2 separate regions of the Ovis aries genome follow, and region 2 is linked to region 1. The links are chromatin contacts, called in public Hi-C maps. All regions are on one chromosome and are shown on one strand. Each heading gives the region's core, a stretch centred on a gene start, on an enhancer-like site or on the middle of the called end of the contact. The rest is flanking DNA. Distances are from core to core; before and after follow the strand shown.

The links. A called contact is a pair of places that touch in the nucleus more often than the background predicts.
Region 2: a contact with region 1 is called in a Hi-C map of hypothalamus, with 2.3 times the contacts expected there. The contact joins the enhancer-like site here to the promoter of GOPC in region 1. A contact is called at or near these places in 3 of 16 Hi-C or Micro-C datasets (hypothalamus, liver and tail adipose tissue).

What each region holds. Positions count from the first base shown.
Region 1 is chr8:20,411,514-20,417,016 of ARS-UI_Ramb_v3.0, reverse strand. GOPC (golgi associated PDZ and coiled-coil motif containing) reads right to left here and starts at 2,038. Exons shown (of 9, transcript XM_004011171.6): 1 at 1,533-2,038. The coding sequence starts at 1,820. It overlaps LOC101102818 (nephrocan-like), which reads left to right and starts at 2,183. Exons shown (of 3, transcript XM_004011169.6): 1 at 2,183-5,503.
Region 2 is chr8:20,477,362-20,483,301 of ARS-UI_Ramb_v3.0, reverse strand. DCBLD1 (discoidin, CUB and LCCL domain containing 1) reads left to right here. Exons shown (of 15, transcript XM_015097330.4): 14 at 393-512; 15 at 2,592-4,612. The coding sequence ends at 3,100. LOC132660231 (a long non-coding RNA gene) reads right to left here. Exons shown (of 2, transcript XR_009601605.1): 2 at 1-5,940. Among named protein-coding and RNA genes, the nearest start is that of GOPC, 65 kb to the right of the region's middle. Within about 2 kb of position 2,686, at least 30 of the 54 cell types and tissues checked have an H3K27ac peak or open chromatin away from gene starts, as enhancers often do. A contact at or near this core is called in hypothalamus and liver, where this site is marked.

The sequences.
Region 1 (5,503 bases), core at 789-3,288:
CATTTCTCCAAAATTAGATTTTTAAAATCTGACATCAAAACATCAAAGTTTCCGTAAGTCTCTTAAAAAATGAATTAGACTTTGTTTCATTTTTAAAAACTCTGTTTATCCTCAGTGTGTGTGTGTGTATACTTCCTCAGTTGTATCCAGCTTTTTGCGACCCTATGGACTGTTGCCTGCCAGGCTCTTCTGTCCTCAGTAAAAACTCTCAGTTGTATAGGATGAATAGCAAAAGCTACTGAAGACCATCAAATGCAATGTCACTACCTGAATAAATAACCATCTTCTAGAAACTACAGCTGAATCAAGAAATCAAGAGACATTTTCACAGATGTAGATTAATAAATGATTAGCTTTATGTCAACACGTCCAACCTTTTCAAAAAGGGTAAAAGAAACTAACAGTTCTTTCAGTGAAGAAGAATCACAAAATCTCCCATATACAATTCTATGCTCATCAAAGATAAATTATACTACCTTTTCCATGACAGACAGGAAAAAGAAAGAATGCTAACTACTAAGCAAGGAGAGAATGCATTTCTGATATTCATATTGATTTGGATCCCGTGGGCAATCTCAATCATCACAACTGATAGTAACGATTTCTTAGGAAATCTAATGTCAAAGAGCTTTGCATATCGTTTATTATCCTATTTTTATCCACTTTAAAATGAAGACCCATTCTCTTATTTACATTATATAATTTAAAATGCTCTTTATATAATAATGTTAATCTATCATGATTTCTAAATATTGTAAAAATATGCTAATTTAATTTTCTGCAAAACATGGTAGGTTTTTTGGGAACTACTACTACTGCACTCACACCCACAACCAAGATGAGAGACTTAAGCAAATGATCGCTCTTCACACACTTTCAAAAACAAATCCAGATTTGGGGAAATGTAGTAAAGTACAGACACACCTCAATATTAGAAGTCATCTGAATAACCGTAGGGAGCTCTGGAGGTATGTGACTGTAATTTAAGGACTAACTGTAAACTGAGACAGACATTGATCCTATCTTGTTTATCCCATTTTCCTAAAAGCTTTGATCAAATTCCCCTAAATAGTTCATGCAGGCAAGGAATAGCGCTGTGTGCAACAATGAAAATTGACCTGAAATAGTCCAAAATAATCAGGATTGGCCATATACAAACCTGCAATGTGAAACTAGATCTAAAAAACTCAAATGTTAAAAGGTGAGCTAAAATATTCTTATGACGGAGCATCTTTGAGCTTCTGTGAAGTCTTAGGCTTCTTAACGAAAAGGCACAAGTAGACAGGTCTAATTAGTTCCTGTTTCCTCCTCATAGAGATACCAGGCAGGTGGCTTTCAGGACCCCAGGAGACCTACATGTCAACCTACACAGCTCTTCCTGCTCTCACCTCACCTCACTCTTTTCCTTCACATACACGCACTCCCGCCACATAGGAAGCCCAGGTACCCGAGCTGGCAGTTTTTCACCGGTGCGTTAAATGAAGTCTGATGGCTGGAGCTGAATGCCACCCCCTCCAGGGCTCAAGGCTCACCTCTAGCTTGTGGTTGATTTGGGATACAGTCTGGGCTTTGTGGCAAAGCTGCGCAAAGCAGGAGCTCAGGCTGGTCATCTTCTGTCTCCCCTCATAAGTGATGTCCGCCTGGTCCGGATCAATCTCGCCCAGGAGCAGATCCACATCCACGAAGGCCTTGTCGAACTCCTTCTCCAGCACCTCCAGCCACCGGAACATAGATACTCCGCCAGGGGAGACCCCCACGGCGCAAGAGGCTCCCCCTGAGCCCCCTCCGGCCCCTGCCGGGCATGGACCGCCCGCCGACATGGCGCCGTCTAGGGCCTCCCCCGACTGCTGCTGACCCCGTCGTCCACCCCGCGAGAGGAACTGCTGGGACTGCGGGAAGCCCCGCGCACGCACGCTCCGTCCGTCCCCTCTCTTCCCCTCGCGTGGCTAACGCCGGCAACGAAGCCCCGGAGGGGCAAGAGCAGCAGAGCAGAGGCGGCGGCGGTGGCACACGGAAGACGCGGGCCGTCCCACCTCGCGGCCCGCCCCCGCCGCGCCTGCGTAGAAAAGACCTAGGCAGACGCAGCCCTGAGGGACGAAATGGGCGGAGCTAGGGTGCGACCTTGGCCTATGAAAAGCCTCCGTTTGGGACCGGCCTGTCAACGGCCATGTTGAGAACTGGCAAACTCCAGCTTGAATCCACGGGAGATGCATGGTGTGGGCTTCCAAGTTGGAAAAGCCCGGAGAAGAGAAGGGTGTCCACGTCGCAGAGAGGAACAGCTTCCACCCCTTTGACTTCATAGTGGGCAGGAACCGTTCTAAAGTAGTCCGACAAAGTTGCCGCGGTAACATTCTGTGGGAAGGGTGAGAAAGGGCCGTGTGAGCATGCGCAGTGGCCACGTTTTACCTTTTCCAGTCCAGTTCCTGTTACGGGTGATGCGGATGGGGTGGGTGGACACACTTGCTCTTCTCGGTAAACCAGGCCTTAAATTCTGGATGGAAATGCCTAGAACTGCAAAGTTGAAGGACAGCGGCTCACCAGGTGTTGCTTAATTAAGAGGAGTCCTTTCCTCTTGTGATTAAAAGTCAGACAGCCTTGGGTTCAAGTTTTAAGTCCTATCCCCTATTAGCTGTGCCATCTTAGTTGTATTTTTTAACCTCAAAGCCTCAGTTTCCAAATTTTCTTTCGCTCAGTAATAAGGTAAAATGCTTAGCAGTGCTTGGCACTGCTGCTGCTGCTGCTGCTGCTAAGTCGCTTCAGTCGTGTCCGACTCTGTGCGACCCCATAGATGGCAGCCCACCAGGCTCCCCCGTCCCTGGGATTCTCCAGGCAAGAACACTGGAGTGGGTTGCCATTTCCTTCTCCAATGCATGACAGTGAAAAGTGAAAGTGAAGTCGCTCAGTCGTGTCTTACTCTTAGCGACCCCATGGACTGCAGCCTACCAGGCTCCTCCATCCATGGGATTCTCCAGTTAAGCGTACCAGAGTGGTTTGCCATTGCCTTCTCCGGCTTGGCACTTGATATTCCTTATTATCACACCACAGGTTATACATTTCCAAAGCAACTACCTAAAAAGATGTTCTTATTAAAAAAAACACTTGGATAGTGTTCCTACACGTGACATTTCAGTGAAACAAAATTATGAAGATTTACATATTCATAGACAGATTGAATGCAGAGCCCTGTTGAGGCATCAGGGGCACAAAAATGAATGAGATGTGACCCTCCCATTAGCAGAGCACATAGCTACAACTTTAATGTGACTATTGGGAGTATTGAGCAGCTGTTCTTTACCATTCCATTTACTCACTCTCAATCCCCTTCCAGCCTAGTCTTGAAAAGGAAGGAGAAAGTAATCTGATATGGTAGGCTGGTGAGAACTGTCTCTCATAAAAGATATTGCCTAAGGGAATATTTCACTGGCTAACTACAGACTCTCCAAGTTAATCTCCATCAAAGTCTGCACCGTGGGTCCCTCACTAATGCCAGTGAGGAATAAAAAATCATAGTGTTAGTTTGCCCTCTGGGTCAGGGCAGACTGTTCAACGTATCAGTTAATAAGGTTTTTTGGCTTCAACAAACTTGGCTAAGCAAAACTACTCAGATCCTTTCCTTGAGCTTAACTAGGCACATTCACACAGGTTTTACCCAGAAATAATATAAAACTAAGATTTGCATTTCCCACCCCCCAATCTCTGCTCCCAAATTAACTTAATTTTTATCTGCAAAATTTGCAAGAACATCATTACTGCAGCCACCAAGTTTCCAGCCATTTTCCCTATTCATAGTCCAGTTAGCAATCCCATTTCCAGGAATTTAAAGTATAAAAATAATGTTAAGTTGGGGTTGAGGGGCCACGTACACATGAAACCACAATAATAGCTTTTAGTTATTGAATACATACTATGTGTTAAGCATTTTGTTATTTACTTTGCTTCTTTGACTCTCACAAAATTCTATGAATTAGCTGTTCTCAGTTTTTTATAAATGAGTCACAGAGAATTTAAGAATCTTGGTATATACCTAAAAATCCACTGAGGTGAGATTTCAATCTAGATGTCTTTTTCTCCAAAGTCTTAGCTGTTAATCATCGGGTATAGAAGGATGCAGAAATCCATCTCTTCATGTATAAGTTAATAAGTTGGCAAATCAATCCCAAAGCTTTTTTTTTTTAATAATTCCTTCCCAGTTACAAGCCATATACAAACATTAATATATAGGAACTATTTGCAAAAATTAAGTGTAATACTCATTTTCTATTGCTTTTTGCTGTTGTTGTTCAGTCACTAAGTCATGTCTGACTCTTTTATGACCCCATGGACTGTAGCCCATCAGGCTCCTCTGTCCCTGGGATTTCCCAGGCAAGAATATGGAGTAGGTTGCCATTTCCTTCTCCAGGGGATCTTCCTGACCCAGGAATTGAACCTGTGTCTCCTGCATTGTCAGGCAGATTCTTTACCACTGCATCACCTGGGAAGCCCATTCTATTGCTTACCACTTTCTTTAGTTTATATAAACTACACCTGAAAATAAATTTAATTTTTAAAAAAATTCAGCTTCATACTGTATGGGTACAACCAAAATGAATTTTAAGTATTTATGTACATCCAGTGCTCTGATCCTTGGTGAATAACGCCATTTTCAGGACTGAAGAACCCAACTCCACTTCTGTGTACAATTTTTACAACCACTCCAACAAGTCATACCGTTGTAACTCAGAACACTGTCACCTCATATTGTCCCTTCTCCTTCAGATGCTATGTAGCAGCTTCCTCATCCCTATGTGCTGCTCCTTGGTGCTACGTGACTATTTCAAATGCTCATGAGCACCCTTTTCATAGATGTTATCTTCTGCCCACCTTGACTGGGGTTCTGCACTTTTGCAAGTCAAGCCTAGCACGGATGCAAAAGGCCTGGTTTGACGTTCTAGTGCTGCCATCTGTTGTCAGTGTGCTCTATCTACATGTGTTGCTTTGTGTTGGTCTTTGGAATTGTTCCTGACATTGTACAGGAGACAGGGATGAAGACCATCCCCATGGAAAAGAAATGCAAAAAAGCAAAATGGCTGTCTGGGGAGGCCTTACAAATAGCTGTGAAAAGAAGAGAGGCAAAAAGCAAAGGAGAAAAGGAAAGATATAAGCATCTGAATGCAGAATTCCAAAGAATAGCAAGAGGAGATAAGAAAGCCTTCTTCAGCGATCAATGCAAAGAAATAGAGGAAAACAACAGAATGGGAAAGACTAGAGATCTCTTCAAGAAAATTAGAGATACCAAGGGAACATTGCATGCAAAGATGGGCTCAATAAAGGACAGAAATGGTATGGACCTAACAGAAGCAGATGATATTAAGAAGAGGTGGCAAGAATACACGGAAGAACTGTACAAAAAAGATCTTCATGACCCAGATAATCATGATGATGTGATCACTAATCTAGAGCCAGACATCTTGGAATGTGAAGTCAAGTGGGCCTTAGAAAAAACATCACTATGAACAAAGCTAGT
Region 2 (5,940 bases), core at 1,437-3,936, 66 kb before region 1:
AGGCAGGACCCCTGAGAATCTCAAGGCCACCTTAGGGTGCCACCTTCAAAGGCTCTGAACCGCCAGCTGTGTGGACTCTTCAAGGTCACAAATGCCCTGTCAGCTCAGATTAGGAAAGTTCTTGCCCGGGTAGTCTAAACTGGGGATAATCTGGGGGCCGATGGGTACACATTTGGAGTGGGAAAACAAGTGCATTTTACAGGCACGGTGGAAAGTGTGGTTTGGGTGGCGTGTGCTGCTGCTGTTTCTACCACACACCTGGAGAGTGTGGTTGTGCGTGTGTCACAGTCAGCTGGCAACAGGCAGCCTGACCTCTGACTTTAGGAGGAACCTGTTGTGGAGTGAGTGTGTTATACTCCTGAGATATTTGTTCCGTGTTATCTTTATTCCAGACTGTTGGAAGCAGATCAAGTATCCCTTTGCCAGGCATCAGTCAGCTGAGTTTACCATCAGCTATGATAATGAAAAGGAGATGACACAAAAGTTGGATCTCGTCACCAGTGATACAGCAGGTAGGCACCAAGTCTCCGTGGCTGCTGTAAGGTGCTGCTTACGGGAGAGGGGCGGCCGGGAAGAGAGGTACGACCGAAGCCTTTTGTTTAGACAGGATCTGGTGCATCACTGTGCTCTGTAAAGAGTCACAGACTAACACTGAAATATCTCTCCAAAGCCCCGTTTAGCTCAGACTCTTACACCTGCAGGGCCTCTAATGACACCCAGAGCGATGGTCCTGAAGTACCACTGAAACTTGGATGCCCTTACTTAATCTATTTTTGTTACTAAGGTTTTGATTAAGGCACTAGGAAAGGGACTAGAAAGATGAATTCAGCATAGCTCCTGCTCTAAAGAAAGAGGAAGAAGGACATGAAGCAATCTGTTAGGATGGCCTCAGGGTTTCGACAAGCCATTGTGGAGTCACTGGATTTATGAAGAAGGATCTATTGTTTGGTTTTTCAAAATGTCTAATCCATCATGGACCAACAGTTTTGTAAAATACAGTATACATAGTAAGTGAAATTTTAAAAAGAAATTGAAAAAATTTTTAATTTTTAAAAAACTTTTTGGCCATGCCCTATGGCACATGGGATCTTCTTTCCCTTACCAGGGATTGAACCCCTGCATTGGAAATGCAGAGTCTTAATCACTGGATCACCAGGGAAGTCCCACAACAATCGTTTACTAACCCATATGCTCCAGGAACTCCTTTTCTAAGTGGCTTCCATCTGTGCATCCCATTTTTCAGGGCTGAACAGCTGGAAAGCTCCTCTTTCCTCTTACCCTACTTACATTGTTGGTGACCAATTCTTCTGATGGTGGTTTAGTCGCTAAGTCATGTCCGACTCTTGTGACCCCATGGACTGTAGCCTGTCAGGCTCCTCTGTCCATGGGATTCTCCAGGTGAGAATATAGGAGTGGGTTGCCATTTCCTTCTCCAGGGGATCTTCCTGACCCACGAATCGAACCCAGCTCTCCTCCATTGCAGGCAGATTCTTTACCCACTGAGCTGTGAAGGAGGGCGTATTCTTCTGATACCTGTCCCCAATATGTGGTCCTTCCAAAGCTGCTGCTAGTCCCCTAATTTATGACTTTTTGGGTTTCATTTTTCTTTTTACTTTTATCTTTCCCTCTTCTGTCTCCTTCCAGGGTTACCTCTAGTTGCCAGTCACTTATTTAGAATCTCCATAGGTTTCTAGACAATTAAGCGGAACTCTCTGGCAGGGCACTCGCTACCCACCATGATGTAGGGTATAGGCAACAACTCGCGCCTGGAGCATGTGTTTGTATTCTTGCCCCACTGGCTGCTACCTGTGTGATCCTGGAAAAATTACTTAAATTTCTCTCTGCTTCAGTTTCCCGTCTGTAAACGTACTATGAGGAAACTACCTCATAATACGTTTTTTCCAGAGGATTTAACTAATTGATTTATTAATGTTATAGAATAGTGCCTGGCGCCAAGAAAGGACTCGATAAATGCGAGCTTTATGATTATCGTTGTTGTTAGTCGCTCAGTTGTGTGCTCTTTCTCACCCCATGGACTGTAGCCAGGCTCCTCTGTCCATGGGATTCTCCAGGCATTACTGGGGTGTGTAGCCATTCCCTTCTGCAGGGGATCTTCCTGGCCCAGGGATCGAACCGCGTCTCTTAGGTCTCCTGCACTGGCAGGCAGGTCTTTTACCAGGAGTGCCACCTGGGAGGCCCATGATCACCATTACCAGTTGTCGTTAACTCCCAACCTATCACTCTGGTCTTTGCTTTCTATTAAATTTCTCCACATCTCCCATGCTCTGGTTACACCACACTCTTTGTTCATGGTTGTTTAATACGTTGTTCAGTCACTTTTCCCTTTCCTGACAGTATTATCTTCAACTCCAAAATGTAGCCTTTCAAGAGCCAGTTTAAGAGCTCCATGAAGATGTTCTTTCATACCCCTAGGTGTGGTTAGAGGTAACCTCTGCCTCTCGAGGCGTGGTATCTGTGCTGCTTACATCTTTCTCTTCCGCCTGGTACACGTCAGGCACAGGGCAGAGCACCCCCTCCCCGGACAGCCGGGGAGTGGCTGGAGTACCGAAAGTCTACTCTTTGGGTTTCAGATTACCAGCAGCCTCTCATGATTGGCACCGAGACGGTCACCAGGAAGGGCTCCACCTTCCGGCCGATGGACACCGAGGCGGACGCGGCGGGGTCGGGTACCGAGGCCGGCGGCCACTACGACTGCCCCCTGCCGGCCGGCCGCCACGAGTACGCGCTGCCCTTGACCAACCCCGAGCCCGAGTACGCCACGCCCATCGTGGAGCGGCACCTGGCCCGCGCGCACACCTTCTCGGCGCGGAGCGGCTACCGCGTGCCGGGGCCCCGGCCGGCGCACAAGCACTCCCTCTCCTCTGGCGCCTTCTCCCCAGCCGCCGGCTACCAGCGGCCGCCGAGCCCCGCGCCCGCGGAGCCGGGCTACGACCAGCCCAAGGGCGGCGGCTTAGCCGCGGGCTGCGCCCCTCCCGACCATCAGAAGCCCCAGGTCAGCCCCGCGAGCAGCCCTGCCTACTTGGCCCCCAGAGACTGCCTCAGACCCCTCAGCCCGACGGCCATGACCGCTCTTCTGTGAACACACACACTGTGAATCAAACTGCTGCTGCGGTACTGAGCGCCGGACTGCGCGCCGCCCTGGAAGCCGATGCGCTCGGGAGAGTGTGCGTGTGAGTGTGGTGTGTGCGCGTGCGTGTGTGCGCAGTGGAACAGGATCCTGCGGGGAGCCCCCCTCCACACTGTTTACAGAATTGTGCAGCTGGTTTGTTCTGACCCTGAGGGCCAGCGTCTGTTGGGTTTTGTGGGCTAGAAAAATGAACATTCTTCAGATGGCGTTTTCATTTCTCTAACTGTGATACTGAGCTGCTTCGATGTAAAAATGTGCAATCTGTACAGAGTTGTATTTAACAAGATTAAAGTAACTTAAATTTGCTTTAGCAGATTTTCGTTCTGCAGGGAGGTTAAGTGGGAGAATGCAGCTGTTGCAAAAACATATAATAGTATGTTCACTTTTAAAATATATTTTATCTGATACTGTGTTAGCAGCAGGTCTGTTTAAACTTAATCTTGTTGTTATTATGGCTCATTTCCTTTCCTTTGATATGGAAAACTAAAAGCATTGTTAGCATTCTTCTCCTGGAAGGAATGAAATTACTTGAAGCATGAAAAGCACACCAGGGTGGTTGTTTGCAATTACTATTGTAGATTAAAAAGAACAAACAAAATACAGGCACCTCACTTCAGGTGGGCATGTGCAGTGGCCTGTCAAGGGGTCCAAGGACCAGGTCTCCGTGGCCTGCAGGGGACCTCACTTCCCTCAGCCTGCAGGAGTTGGCCCTCTGAGCAGCTGGCCTTCCTGACAGGTTGCTTCTTGTTCACCTTGGGCCTGGCAGATAACTCGCTTTCACATGCAAATCTGCCTTTTCAAACTGTCTGCAAAGCCAAATGCCCAGACTTAGAGCAACCAAAACTGCTCAACAGACACAGTGAAGGTGGCGCAGCAATTACGCTCTAAATTACTGTGTCAGATGCTTTTGTGCCTCAGATGAAAAATACTGCTGAGGTCAGACGCCCACAGTTTTCATGACTCGTCGGAAACAGCGCATTGTACTATTTGAAAACACAAAAAAAGTTATTTGAAGTGTGTTCTTATTAAAAGTGACTGAAGCCAAATCTACATAGGGCTTTTTCTACCGAGATGGCTGGAAAGTGCTAATTTTGTAAGAAAAAATTTTCCCTTAAATAGGTGTCTATAATTCCAGATTGGCCCTGACTTCAGCTGTACCTCATTGTCCAGTGGTTTTATCTGAGTTTGCTTTGTAAGTTCACTGTGGGTGGGGGGCACGTGTGAATTTAACCTCTTTTGTCAAAAAGGAAAGTGTATGTTTTTGTTTTAATAGAAAATGTAGACCAAAAAATTCTTTCCCTAAAAATGTATAATACTAGTTGTATGACAGTTTCTGTGATATGGAGGTGCTGGAAGGTCGCAGCAGACTATCTGTGGTTACTATGGAGGACAAACCATTTACCTTGTGAGTTTACATGGTTTTCTATGCATACTAATTGTAATAAACTATGCCAAACCAATGTACATACCCGCCTCTCATTGGTATCCTGCTTGCTGGCCTACTGAAGGCACTGGAGGCTCAGCCTCCATACAAGGGCAAGCGGTACAATGGGAAGAGCATACGTGGCTTCCTCTGGTTGGTCCTAAGTTGGAAATAGGGACAGAAATGAGGGAAGCTGTCAGTTATTAATAAAGTCCTAGCGATCTGGGGTCAGTTTCAGGCATTTTAATTTGGCTTCCTGCATTGTTTCCAGAAGTAGTGGTCTGACTTCCTACAAGCCTGACTTACAGCAAGCTGGCCTCTCTATTGGCTACTGTGGATAATGAGTTGGTTTCCTATGCTTTTTGCTGTAGGCTGCCAGCCAGAGTTCTGTTTTATTTATGGTCTGCCCATGACCCATCTGTATATCCAGTTTGTCATTACTTAACCCTGAGCCTCAGTTTCCTCATGCATAAAAACGATGTGAGTGTGCCTTCCTCCAAGGCTTACAGATAAGAACAGTGACATTTGGGCTGCATGTATTTTTAACATTAAAATACTAGTCAAAAAAACCACACTTCTCTACAGTGGAGCAGTGCCCATCTATCCCATTTCTTTCCCATATACATGATCCAATAATGACAGAAAGCGCGAGGACAGGACTTTGTTTTGGAACACCACTTCCTCAGGATGGCCTCACCGCACAGCCCAGGATGGTCAGTGGAAAAGTCTGTCTGATACACCCAAAACAGCCGAGCCAAAACTACAGGATAAGAGCAGGAAAATACTATGCTTTTCTTTTCCGTTTTGCAAAATTAGCACCTATGATAAGGCAACTGTTTTTTTTCTATGGTATCAAATCCTACTGGGAGGCAAAAATTGCAGTCCATCACTTCTTACAATTGTGGCAGAAAGATATCTGCTCAGACAGACAAGACTAAGCCATCCACAGAGGTTGCTGACGCTGCTCTGGCTTCTATTACTGTGATTTATACGCGCACTAACTCATGTTTATAATCAGCCTAGAAAGGATACTAGACATTTCTCTTATTTTGCACTGCTTTAGGTTCTTAGCAGAAACTGGTATCATATTTATCACCATGAACAGCCTTTCACAAAAACATCATCACAAGGCCTTTCATAAATACATCAATTTAGCAATCCAAGTGTAGCCACCAGCTTGGCCTCATTATTCTCAAAATGCTTCTCCCATTTGTTTATGCACCAACTATTAAGATTCTGAGAGCCACACTCACCCTGTGCTCCCTTGAGAGAAAGCACAAGCTTGGGCTCTCACCAGGACCTGGGAGAAGCTGAGCCCCACTAATGAGAAGCTAGGGCTGAATGAGTCCTCCTCGCGGTCTCTGCCCCC